2 separate regions of the Macaca fascicularis genome follow, and region 1 is linked to region 2. A link is a contact called in public Hi-C data. All regions are on one chromosome and are shown on one strand. The core of a region is the stretch at or near the end of the contact, and the rest is flanking DNA. Distances in the headings are between cores, read along the strand shown. Region 1 holds the start of SIPA1L2 (signal induced proliferation associated 1 like 2). Region 2 overlaps PCNX2 (pecanex 2).

Region 1 (6,433 bases), core at 147-2,646, 610 kb before region 2:
TACCGGGGCTGCCGCCTCGCCGCCCGCCGCTGCCCCGGGCTGCCCATCGGCCCGGACTCTCCCCGCGCCGGGCTCCGGCGGAGGCGGCCCGGACCCGCCGGCGGAGGCTGGAGCTCTCGGCCTGCACTCGGGCGGCCGGCGGGGGCGCGGCGCTCTTCCTCCGTCCTCCTCCTCCTCTCGCTCCGCCGGCTCCTCCCGGGCTCCCAGTCTGCCGCGCCGGCTCCCGATGCCACCGCCCGCCCGCCGGCGGCACCGCCCCCCGCCCGCTCTGTGGGCTCCCATTGGCCGCCGCCTGCAGGCCCCCTCGGCTCCGCCCCACGATTGGGCGCGGGCGCCGTCAGTCTCACCGCCCGCCGGGCTCCAGGCTCAGCCGGTGCGCTGTTCCCAGGCCCCGCGGCGCGCGGGAGCGGCGCGTCCGGGAGGGGCCCGAACGCCTTTCTTGGGGAGGGGGCTGTGGAGCGCAGCATGAGCGGCGCTGGGCGAGCTCGAGGGCCGGGCAGCCTACCTGAACCCAGGCTTATAGAGAGCTGTCGCCGTCCTCGCCGGTACTCGCTTTCGTCCCTCTGAGGAATAAGTTAAAAACCCCGAGTCTGGTTCTGAGCCTTCCTCTGGCGCAGGCGCGACCCCACCCGGCCCTCCTGTCGCCCAACTTGGGACAGACGCGGCGGCCGGGCGTTTGGATCCGTGAGCCTCGGCCGCTGGGGCTACATACACAGCCCAAGACGCCACAGAATCGCCGAGGCCGCGCAAACGCCCAAACGGCCGCATCTCGAAGTGATCCCATATGAAGAAGACAGCGCGAGGAAGCAAGACCCTGCTGTGTGCCGGCCCCCGGAGGGCGCCCCGGGCCCGGTGGGTCGGAGGGTGGGGAATCACAGAGAAACACGCAGGCAGTAAAATCTTAGGAGGACAGGGGGTGCCAGCGTGCAGGAAATGCTGCTAAGAGACCTTTAGAAGCCAGGGAAAACGGAGAGACCAGCAGTTCCAGGCACCCGCATGCCAGCCCGGTCCGCTCAGCCCTTCCTCCCTGCCCTCCAGGCAGCGCTCAGCCCACGGTAGAAATGTCTTGGATCGTTTTTCCGACGAGGAAAAATTGAACTTTTTATACCCAACGTTTCTACTTTCTTAGAAATGTTGACTCACCTTTGAGGAAGCATTACTTGAAACTATTACTGTAAATTGCTTGACATTTGAATTAGATGCAGAAAGATTAAAGGGTCTCAGAAGAATCTTTTAAGCTAGACTGGAATTGACTGCCTAAATGGACAGCAACAGTCATCTATACGCAGAAATAATAAAGCAGGTGGAGGGAGCCTCTAACTTACCTTCCAGCGACACCGTAGGATTTCCTGAGCAGGCCTTTTTGTCAGAGTTTTGAGCTGGGTTCCCAGAGACTGGATTGGGGCTTTCAGTTCCTCCCCTTCTAGAGTCAGACTTCTTCCTGAAGAGAGAATGTTATCTCTACTTCCCTATCACAAACACTTCCTAGAACACAGCCCTGTTAAAAGTTAAATACAGGCGGTCCCTCCCACACTATATTTCTCTGTGATCTAAAGCTGTACACATTATACAATCTTTTGTATCTCTTTAAATTATAGGTATAATCTGTGGGATTAGGTATGACTAAACAGGTCAAAAAGCAATCCTGTGACATAATACAATTCCTGAGCACTCCAGGTTTTGATGAGTTTCCCAACTGTCACCCCATTATCAGCATTTACAAGATTGTCATGTATTCATTTAACAAACATTCGTGGAGATCCTCTGATGTTCCAGACCATGCTAGGTGCTGGGAATATAAAATGCACAGGACATAAGGCTCGGCTCTTCAAGAGCTCACCATATGACAGGTGTATTCTCATTCATTGTAGATACTCTACAAGAGATACCAACATTATCTCCTATGTACTCAACAAAACCCTACAGGAGCAGCACCCGTGAAGGAACTTTTCCTGGGAGTGCCTAGGGAGGACATACTCACGTTTCACCTTATTGCACGTTTCATTGTCTGTAAGGGCCTTGAGGAGAAGAACTACATCTCCTCCAGCATTTTGATCCCTAAAGCACAAATCGACTGCAGCTCGGAGCAGATCCTGGATCAGTGGGTGGTCATTGAGGTGGGTCTTGCTGCTACAGCTGCAAATGTCCATTGTCTAATAGATGAAGAGGAACCCACTCCTTAATATCCAATACATAATGATCATACATGGAAGTCTGACCAGACACTCTTCGATGACGGTGCTAGCCGCAATTCTCACCCTCTCACCTTCCCATCCCACTTCTTGTGCTTTGCAAACTAAAACTGAAATATCCTAAGTCCCACTACCAAGGTTGACAGTATTTTTTTTAACGCCTGTAATTGATTCTGTGGAGTAAATATTTGTGTGCGTTTATGAAGGTCCATGGGACTTTCTGACTTTCCCAGAACTCCACGTCACATGAGGTTGGCCTTCATCGGAATGTTCCTGCCTTCGGCAGGTGCTGAGTGAGCCCCTTTGCTGTGCAGAACAATGGTGATACATACAGGCAAGAGCAGAACCCATAAGGTATGCACCTCACAGTCAACCGCGAGAGATCTTCAAGAGACACATCTCAGGAATGATTCTGAACCTTCTTCACCAAATAAAATATTCCAGAAATAGTATTAGATTTTAATGTGTGTGTCCTTCCTTGCTAGTCTTCCTACCAGCAGCCCTCTTGTTTCTTGCCTTTTTAGGCAAACAGCCTGAAACTTAGCGCAGAGACGGTGGAATTGCAGCACGTGTGAAGATATCAGTGCATCATTTTGGCCTCAGGACATCTTACTGAAAATAATTCTATATTAAAGCTATACATTTTGCTTAAATCAAAAAAAAAAATCAATGGTGAATTACAAAATTGTATTTGCCTAAAGGCTAGTGTGAACTTACCACTTTCGCCTTCTCGCAGGCCAAGGTTTTCCCTCCCCTTGTTGCCCAAGCCTCACTTTCTATCCCTCAAAACTCTTCTTTCTTCTGTGAATTGCATCATGTTCTAGGGGTTCCCAAAGAAACAAACTCAAGGGATTAATTCTTTTTACAATTTTGATTCAGCACATCCACTCCTGAAATAATTCCAACATCACTCTTACCTATTTTTCTCTAAGTGTAAAGAGAGCTGGAGTTCAAAGACATACCAACTGTCTACCCTGTTCCAAGGTTTTGAACTTCTTGGCTGACCTTACCTGGTACTTCTAGCTATTTACCTTTGAATTTAGCAAAACGGAAGTTTTGTTTTCTTGACACACTGCAGCAGGATTCTACTTACAGATGAAATGTGTACACTGTAATAAACCTGAATAGCTAAGTTAAATAAGGGTTTATACTCCTATCCTTATTTCCTCCTTCCCTTTTCTATTACTAACCATCTTTTAATAAGTATTTCTTTTATGTTAAATGAATAGGTATAATTTGCAACAAATACGCTTTGAATGCGTATTACGTTCGGGGTATTATATTAGACTCTTTAAGGACCCAAAGGGCAATATTTATTAGAGTATGTGAATTTTATGACAAGGAGAAGAACTTGAGAGCAGGTGCTCAAGATCACCAATGAGTGGCGCCCACAGGGAGAGCAGGAGAGCCAGCCACCTGGCTTGGGCCATCCAGCAAAGGCCTCACCAAGGATGTGAAACTGACAAGGCAAGAAGGAGAGAAGAGAGCACTCTACCCTTGGTGAGATGAAGCACGGTGGGTGCAGACACAGCAGCCGCCTGTGCAAGGCATGTTTGGGAAACAGTGGTGCCCTTTGGCCAAGCACAGGCTTATTCACTTGTATAACAAACACTTACATGGCACTTCATCCATGCCAGGTTCTGTTTTCCTCTTAAAAGGGAAGTTCTCACAGGCAGACAACCGTATGGGTGCTGCTGCAACTTTTCTTTCTTTTTTTTTTTCTTAAAGAAAACCTCTTACAACAGAAACATGTTTGAATATGGTCTTGTGAAGTAAATTAAGAAATGCAAAGTTCTGTTGCAATTTTTAAAGAAATGGTTCAGCTGCAGCTCCGAACAAAGCACATGTTTATCTTAAAATGAAAACCACTAGAATAACATAAAACCAACAGAACAACATAAGTGATGTGCTAAGTACCCTATACTGTCCGTAATAGCCTTAGAAGAAACCCATCTAATACAAAAGTCTCAGTTCTGTGGATATCTACGGAGGCCTACTATGTGTTCAGTTCTGCTCTGGGGAATGCGGATTATTACAGATAAATAATGAAATTATCCTCAAGGAAATAAAATACTACCTAGCTGGGAGTTTCACAGAGGAAGCAATTCTCAGATTACTGCAAAGACAACACATTTAAAATGCCAATTTGAATTTAATGTTGTATAGATGTGTGACACGGAGATCTGGAGTGGCCAATCTTGGATGGCGTGGTTAAGGATCACTGACAAATGTCCTTCAGAAGGAAAAAGTTTCTTGAGTTCTTAATCATATGTTTCAGAAATTTAAAATCCTGTATGTTTGTCTTTGCTGTAATGTACCCAATCTAATGTATCTCCAAGTATCTTCTAAGACAGGTGGTTTGTTTCTTTTCTGATGATTCAAACTCTTGGCCATAGCTATTTTACATTTTATACCCCTTTTATCTGTTTCACTTTCTCTACTCTCAGACCCACAGGTTAACACCTTGTACCAACTTTATCACTATGAGAGGTATCTTCTGCCTCTTGCCTCACTTTGGAAAGAGAAAGAAGAGGAGAGAAGGGAAGGGAAGGGAAGGGAAGGGAAAAAGAGAGAGAGAGAGAAGGGAGGGAGGGAAGGGAGGGAGGGAAGGAGAGAAGAGAGAAAGAGAGAGGGAGCAAGGGAGAAAGGGAGGGAGGGCAGAAGGGAGGGAAGGAAAAAGAAAAGAGAGAGGAAAGGAAGGAGAAGAAGAGGAGGAAAGGAGGAGAGAGGGAGGGAAGAAGAGAGGGAGGAAGGAAAACAGCTAAAGACACAGTAGATCATCAGTGTTTGCCACTTGCTTCTGTCCTTCAAAGAGGAGACTGGAACTTTATATCTGGCAACTCACACAGAACCTGGCAAGGTCTTGCTCGATATCTGATGAATGAGTAGGGAGTGGGTGGATGGATTGCACTGAGAGAAAGTACTGTATTGATTTTTCTGTTTTCTTCCATAGCAGATTTAAAGTGTATATCTTAATCTTCCAAATTTTATTTCTACTTGGGACAAACAGGATCCTTTAACGAGTGCTTTTGGTTCTATTTTTACAAAATAACAATAATAATGACGTGTTAGTTGAACTGATCTACAGAGCATCTGCTATTCTATACCACTAGATGGCGTTTATCAATAATAATGCTCAAAAGCACCACACATACTCTGCCGAGTAATAAATCTAAAGAAATCAGTACAGAAAAGGCATATACAGCATACCACATATGTATATAGATTTACATTTTACATTTGATTTCTTTTTAATATTGGCTGTGTATCTAGGGCTGCCTATAATTTGACAAACCACTTGCTTTCCTAATTTTAACAGTCTTCTGTAACAACAGTTTAGGTTGTTAATTAAACTCTAAGCAGCCTCAATGTGGAAGACATTTCACAGTACCTGGTGACTATTTCCAAGTCTTTCTGCAGTGCTGATGGAAAAACACACCCCCTGGGAAAAAATAATCTAGAAAAAGTTGAAAGCAATATGGAGAGAATGAAAAAAAGTAGAGAGACTGTTCTGCCTGCTTTCATCATTCATTCATTCATTTATTCATTTAACAACTAGGGACTGGGCACCCAGTATTAAATGCTTTGGAGGATGTGCTTGCTATCTCATGAAGAAAAACTGTCAGAGCACTGAGAGGAAAATGTTTATGATATTTAAATCCTATAAGGGGACAGATTTTTGTTTTTAAAAAATCAGGAGATATAAGGGAGAAATAGAGATAAATTTGAAATGCTCCATCAAGACTATGTAGTTTCTGCTTTCCAGGTCCAAGTGGATTAGTGAGGCCACATTTCCTCATTCTAACATCTGGTTGTCTGAGAAATAACTGCATTTGAGATTTCCTGGGGGGAGACCTAAGTAGGAAGGAAATTGAGGGAGAGAGATGGGAAGGAAGGGGAGCAAAGGAGCAGTGTGAGGAGGCAATCAGAGAGAAACATGAGAAGAGTGGCCAAGGGTTAGAAAGGTAAATCCTACCCACATAATCTGAAAATTAAATCTTTGAAACTGCTTTGATATAGAAAGAGCAAGCTCATACTATATTTTAAGATTGTAGGAGTAAGGAGAAAAGAACCATAAGAGGAAGTTGAAACACCTTAGCTCTCCTAATTTCAGTGTTTCCAGAAATTGTAAAATCAGGTGTCAACTTTGCAAAAATGAACTCTGACTACTATGAAATTGTACTACTTTATTTCCAGAAATGCAACAAATGACTAAGTAAAGAGCCTGTGGCAGACACCAT
Region 2 (6,303 bases), core at 2,331-4,830:
TCTATTTAAAATCTTTTGGGTCAGTTCTAGAATTAAACAGAACTAGGTTAAAGTATTTCTCTACTACTTACTATCTGTGACTATAAGCATGTTGTCTTCCTACCTCGAATCCTCCCTATAAAATCAGGAAGATATTTTCCTCATAGGGATCATTGTGAAAACTAAACCAGACTATGTACATAAAGCAGTGAATATTGCCTTTCATATATTAGGCACTTCATAACCATCCCTGACCCTTTTTACTCTTTTCTGTTGATATAGGACTTGACTTTGCTTATTCTTATATTAAATAGTAACATAACTCCTATGCTTTTACACAAATACTATATTAATTTCAGGTGTCTCTGTTAGCAGGCATGGGGGAAGAGTATTTTGCTCTCAACTCACACCTAATTCTCCTTATTTTATAAAGACAGTCTCAAACAGCATATTAACTTCCCTCTTAATTAACCTCTTTTATAAGGTTTGAGTATTCTAGACAAGGCATGAGCATATTAAGAAAGATTCTCTTCTGAGCTTCATGACTGGTATATGTCTGCATCAGAAACCTGTACTGTCATCTGTATTGTCATGTGTATGTGGGCTCCCCATTTGGCCAGGAGGAAATGGTTACATGCTTACAGTAAGCATTGCTCAAATGGAGATGTTTCCCTATGTGATATAATTCTCTGATGTCCTGATAGTGTAGTTATAATCCATGTGCACCAGCCTGCCCACCCAAGCACCAAAGAGATGACGATGCCCACAAAAATCACTGACATGGACAGGTGGACAGGAGTGCAATCTCTGAATAATTCCAAAGTCTATGTTCTTTGCTTGTGTCTCTTCTCCGAGTATTTGCTGGTTATTCTCTCGCATCTTTTGAAGTTATAGACTGTAAGCATCATAATCATCTAGAAACACAATGTCTAAGTAACTTAAAGCCAAAGATTTTCCCACATTAATACATATAAAGTGAAAGCGTTAAGTTTCAAGAGGCATTTTCTCTTCCTCCAAAACAATAATGGCAATGGAAATATCCCAAGCCTATAGTAACTATTCTGTGAACTGCAATACACGATACTTAGCACATCTGGTCTCAATTATCCCATTCTCTGGTGAATCTTTGGTAAACTAGTTTGGTTCAGGGCTATAGCAGAGATAAGTTTATTTAAGTTAGATTGAGCTCCAAGCAATAGCAGAAATAGTGACTAATGGTGGAAACTTTTAAAAGTGCTGCCACTAGAAAGTAATAAAGATGGGCCTGGGGCTAGAATCTAGCCTGGGCCAGAAGAGTGCACTCCTATATGGAAACAGTTGGGTCTCAAATTGACCATGACGATATTCCACCACACTGAACTCCCCAGATTTTCACCATCTGAGTTTCTACAAGTAACAGACAGTCAAAATACATGTGCTTCTTCTACACCGTCTCACTGATGTTGGAAAAACATTTCCTGAAATTCTTCACCTTCCCCAGAGTTTAAAGACGACAGCCCACCGCTCTCAGGGAGGGGACCTCCCTTTTTCTGCCTCTTCCCTTGTTTTTCAGGCTTCCTCCGGGGACATGGGCACGAGGCCCACAGAGGGACACAGACATGAAAGTCGCAGCAACATATTCAGTATGTAGGATGTTTAACTAAAGCAGCACTGTTCTGCAAACCATAACCTGTTATTTTGAATTGTTTTACAGTCGGCAAAAAACTCTTCTCTTATGTTACAGCAAAATTTGTGTGAGTATCAGAGAAAAAGGCAGCGACACCGTGGAAGTGAGGCAAGGTCGGGAGCATGGGACCTGACTGCCATCATGTGGCGGCAGTGGCTGTGGCCACCCGAAGAGATCCACACTGAGTGGCAGGGCCAATTTTCAGGCTTTCAGAGAAGATGCCCCAGAGAACAAAATCTTTCTAGAATCAACCTCACAAACCTTTTGTCCTTATGACTCTATGCCTGGGTGAAAGTACAATCTCTTTCTAACATGTCTAAGAAAACAAGATAAGAATGACAGCGAAAGGAGCAAAGAGTAAAGAGTGAACGCCAAAAAGAGAGGACATGGAAATTTGGGAGGGCAGACACTATTCCAAGGCAGACCCAGGTGATCATCTACCTCTTGCCAATCTTTTTCACCTCCATGTGATCAAAGGCACCAAGAAACTGCAAAAGTTTTTCAAATTTGAGGCAGCAAATATCTATCTCTCTACTACCCAAATTAAGTGAGTGAGGCAGCTATATGCATACCTCAAATATTTGTAATAAAAGATGAAATTTCCAAACTATCATTGAATGGCACATGGTACTGGGTATATCTAATACTGAGAGAAGTTACAACGTTTTACTCTTCATTTTGAATATCTAGTTGACTTGTTTCGTTGCCCCACATTCCTGCTCAGCTACTCCAAACCAGAGTGTCACTATTATTTATTCTGACTAAAGTTAAAAACCCAGTCTAAACAGACACGATTACTTCTTGCTGCTTTCTGCCTGCTTATCTTCTCTGGGAACCAGGTAGATAATTAAACATTGTGGCTTTAGAGGACTTTCCTGAAAGTTAATCCCAATAAGTAAGAGGTCTTTTTGAGATAAGGGTCAGAGAAGCTGATAATGTCAACAAAAGAGTAAGAACTCTGAGGAGGTAGTAAAGATTAAGTATAGGGCTTCAGTCCACCTTTGGAGTATGGTACACAGCGGGATTAGAGATTTAGGGCAGCTTTCAAACATAAGCCTAATTTATAAACTGAAAATATCTACTTCAATCTTTGCTACAATAATTCAAAAACAAAAGCCATGAATAAGTGAATTCACATAAATATTTATATTACCATCCTACTCTATTTTTTAAATAAAAACAAGTTGAAGTTCCATCCTTGATAAAAAAAAATTCCCCAAAAAAGTCCTGCAAATGAATTTGCTACAGAATGACTCTTCCATTCAGAAGAGTACCATGCCTACTTTATGAGTTATAGATCCTCAAAATGAATGTAAATATCATGTCTTTCCAATCAGATTTCACTGGGGAGCAGATGATATGCATTTTGCATGCATTTCCATTAGATTGTTTATGACACTGGAAAAGCCAGATTCATACGGAAACATGGTTATAGATTGTTCATAGAAGAACGTTCTGCTATATTACTTGGATTAATTTAAACACAAAGAAATATAAATATTTGCTGAACAAAAAAGAGAAACCATCAAGCTTTAATTACAAGCTCTACTGAGTAGTAATAAAAATTCACTCTGCAACAAACCCTTTGCACTCAAAAACACATTTCAACTTTCTAAGCAGCTTCACCTCCAACTTCCTAGGCAGATTGCCTACTTCCACTTCGGTTTTCCAGGCAGATTAGCAATTCCAACTTTCCAGGCAAATTAGTTCATTTTGGCTCTGAACTATTGAATCAATCTTGTGTTCTGGGTAATAAAATACTCAAGTGGATTTATCCTCTGGCAGTTTTTCCTACTAGCAATTCTAAAGGCTGCAATTCAAGTTGTAGTTTCCTCATTCCAGTTTCTGGGGAAAGCAGAACTGTGCTAGCTAATGTTACCAAAGGTACCTGCTCTATGGGCAGCTATCGTACAAGCAGAAAATGCTGCTGTGTTTCTGGAGCAGTCCACAAGAACTGCACTGGTTCCCACAGCGACAGTGAGGCCACGGAGAGAAGTCTGTTTCCTCTCCCGGTTTCCTTCAGGAATCCCCAAAGAGACATCAAGTTACATTACTAACAATTCCCTATTCATACTTGGGAGTCAGGGATATAAAACTGTCCCATGGTAACAAGGCTGAACAATAGCTAAGAGGAATGGCTTTTTTGCCAATAATAAGAATCAGTCATTTAATGGCCCAGTTGGAGACAATCCCAGCCACTGAAGTCACCTCATAGGGAAAAACCTGCTTTTCCAATATATCTTCCATGGCTGAATGACTTACAGCCCCAAGTAGGCATCCTTCCAAGTTCAAAATCAAAGTTTATGTTTACTGTAATAGAAGAACTTAAAATCAAATTGCATTAAAAGCCAAGAACATCATATTAAAGGACCTACTCTAAAACTATACATGCCAAGATGTTGGAACACAACAGGTTAATAAGGGGAATGCCTTCAAATCACATAAACCAACTCATAAAGGACTAGAGGAAAGGCTTCCACCTGGCCCAAAGTATTTTTGTTATATAAAATCGGGTGTTTTGTTATAAAAACTCAAGAAACAAAAGTCAACATCTTTTGGTATATCAAGTCACAGTGCACTTTACCTGAAGTCCTTCTGCCTCTATCCAAAGATAGTAACAACAGCCAACATTGACTGAGGGCCCTCTATGGCAGGCACTGTCCTAAACACTGCATGTGTACTATCACATTTATTTATTTATTTATTTATTTATTTTTTGAGACGTAGTCTTGCTCTGTTGCCCTTGCTGGAGTGCAGTGGTGTGATCTTGGCTCACTGCAACCTCTGCCTCCCAGGTTCAAGTGATTCTCCCGCCTCAGCCTCCCAAGTACCTGGGATTATAGGTGCATGCCACCACACCCAGCTAATTTTTGTATTTTTATTAGAGACACGGTTTCACTATGTTGATTCGGCTGGTCTTCAACTCCTGACCTTGTGATCCGCCTGCCATGGCCTCCCAAAGTGCTGGGATTACAGGCGTGAGCCACCATGCCCGGCCCACATTTAATTTTTAAAGCAAACCAGTGAATTATTACAGAGGTATTATCTGCATTTTTTTTTGTTAGAAAATGGATACTTAAGATGGTTAAGCAAGTTGCACAATGTCAAACAAAAAGTAAATATCAGTGCTGGAATTTGAACCCAGATAAGTCCGAGACAAAATTTGTGTTCATATAGCTAGATACTAAACCTCTGATTTCAAGGAAGTAAAATTCTCAATGTCAGATTTTCCTCTGTTTTTAGCTTTCATACAGACAGAGAAAATTGTTTCCTTATGAACTAATAAAACACAGGGCTGGACTGGGCATGGTGGCTCACGCCTATAATCCCAGAACTTTGGGAGGGTGAGGAGGGCAAATCACTTTGAGTCCAGGAGTTCGAGACCAGCCTCGCCAACATGACAAAACCCCATCTCTAGTAAAAATTAGCCAGGTGTGGTGGTGTGTGCCTATAATCCCAGCTACTTGAGAGGCTAAGGCAGGAGAATTGCTTGAACCCAGGAGGCAGAAGTTGCAGTGAGCCAAGATCACGTCAGTGCACTCCAGCCTAGGCCACAGAGCAAGACCCTGTCCCAAAAAAATAAAAAATAAAAATAATAAAAACTCAGGGCTGGAAAATTTGAGTCTCTACCTCTGATTTCTATGTAGATTGGTTTAAAACGGGTCATTTTACAGGTTTCATTTTACTGTACTTCCCCACTTATAAAAGGAGGAGATCACATTCTGTGTTCAAATGCGTTGATCTGGCAAACTGCTAGTGCTTTGGCTCTCCCTCTAACCGTCCCATCAAAGATGAGGGATTTATTTGTTGAGGTCGTTTTGATAATCCCACATTCATCAGGGTTGTTTTGCTCTGCACATAGATTCCCATCACTCCTGCTGCATAGAGAACAAACCACACTCCTCCACCAGTTTCAGGTGCCCCAGGGCCCTACTCGGCCCCTCCTGTTTAGCTTCTCCTGCTGTCCTTCATCCCAGAACTCCAACTGGGCCATCTTTGTCACTTCCAATGATTCATTTGATTTAATCCCACATTTATTGAGCACCTACCTATAAAGGGCTAAGTGAAGGCTGGTTTTAGATGCATGCAATCTAGAAAAAGAGATGGGAACTCTCTACAAGTAAATGAGATACCAGGGAGAATGTGATCAGCATCCTCCTGGCAGCAACTTGAAGAGATGAATTTATTTTCACAGGGAGGACTGAGAAGGAAAAGAAGTATAACAGAGGCAGATTGTAACTTGAGCTTTCAAAGATGAGAGTTTCAAAAGGGAGCAATGAGTGGAGACCTTAGCAAGGTGGTTTGGAGGCGCCTGCAAAGTGGGAACCACCAAGGGCGTCTGGATGCCGCACATGTGCGCAAGAAGAGCTGAGGGCAAGCGCTTTCCCACTGGAGAGGCAGGGCAGAGGCTGACCACAGGTAGTGCACAGGCCACAGTCAACCACGCACAACCTGTGATCTGTAGTGGTATTAAAAAAAAAAAAAAATTAAAATCGGCTGGGCGCGGTGACTCACGCCTGTAATCCAGCACTTTGGGAGGCCGAGGCAGGCGGATCACGAGGTGAGGAGATTGAGACCATCCTGGCTAACATGGTGAATCCCTGTCTCTACTAAAAATACAAAAACATTAGCTGAGGCCAGGTGGCACGTGCCTGTAA

Evidence for each region. Hi-C and Micro-C count contacts between places; a contact is called where the count stands out from the background.
Region 1: a Hi-C map of skeletal muscle shows a contact between it and region 2, with 10 times the contacts expected there. The contact joins the promoter of SIPA1L2 here to the enhancer-like site in region 2. A contact is called at or near these places in 2 of 2 Hi-C or Micro-C datasets (liver and skeletal muscle).

What each region holds. Positions count from the first base shown.
Region 1 is chr1:16,474,097-16,480,529 of T2T-MFA8v1.1, reverse strand. It overlaps SIPA1L2 (signal induced proliferation associated 1 like 2), which reads right to left and starts at 1,396. Exons shown (of 21, transcript XM_073996454.1): 1 at 1,326-1,396.
Region 2 is chr1:15,868,443-15,874,745 of T2T-MFA8v1.1, reverse strand. The region is part of intron 8 of PCNX2 (pecanex 2); the gene reads right to left. Among named protein-coding and RNA genes, the nearest start is that of PCNX2, 53 kb to the right of the region's middle. Within about 2 kb of position 3,580, at least 1 of the 6 cell types and tissues checked has an H3K27ac peak or open chromatin away from gene starts, as enhancers often do.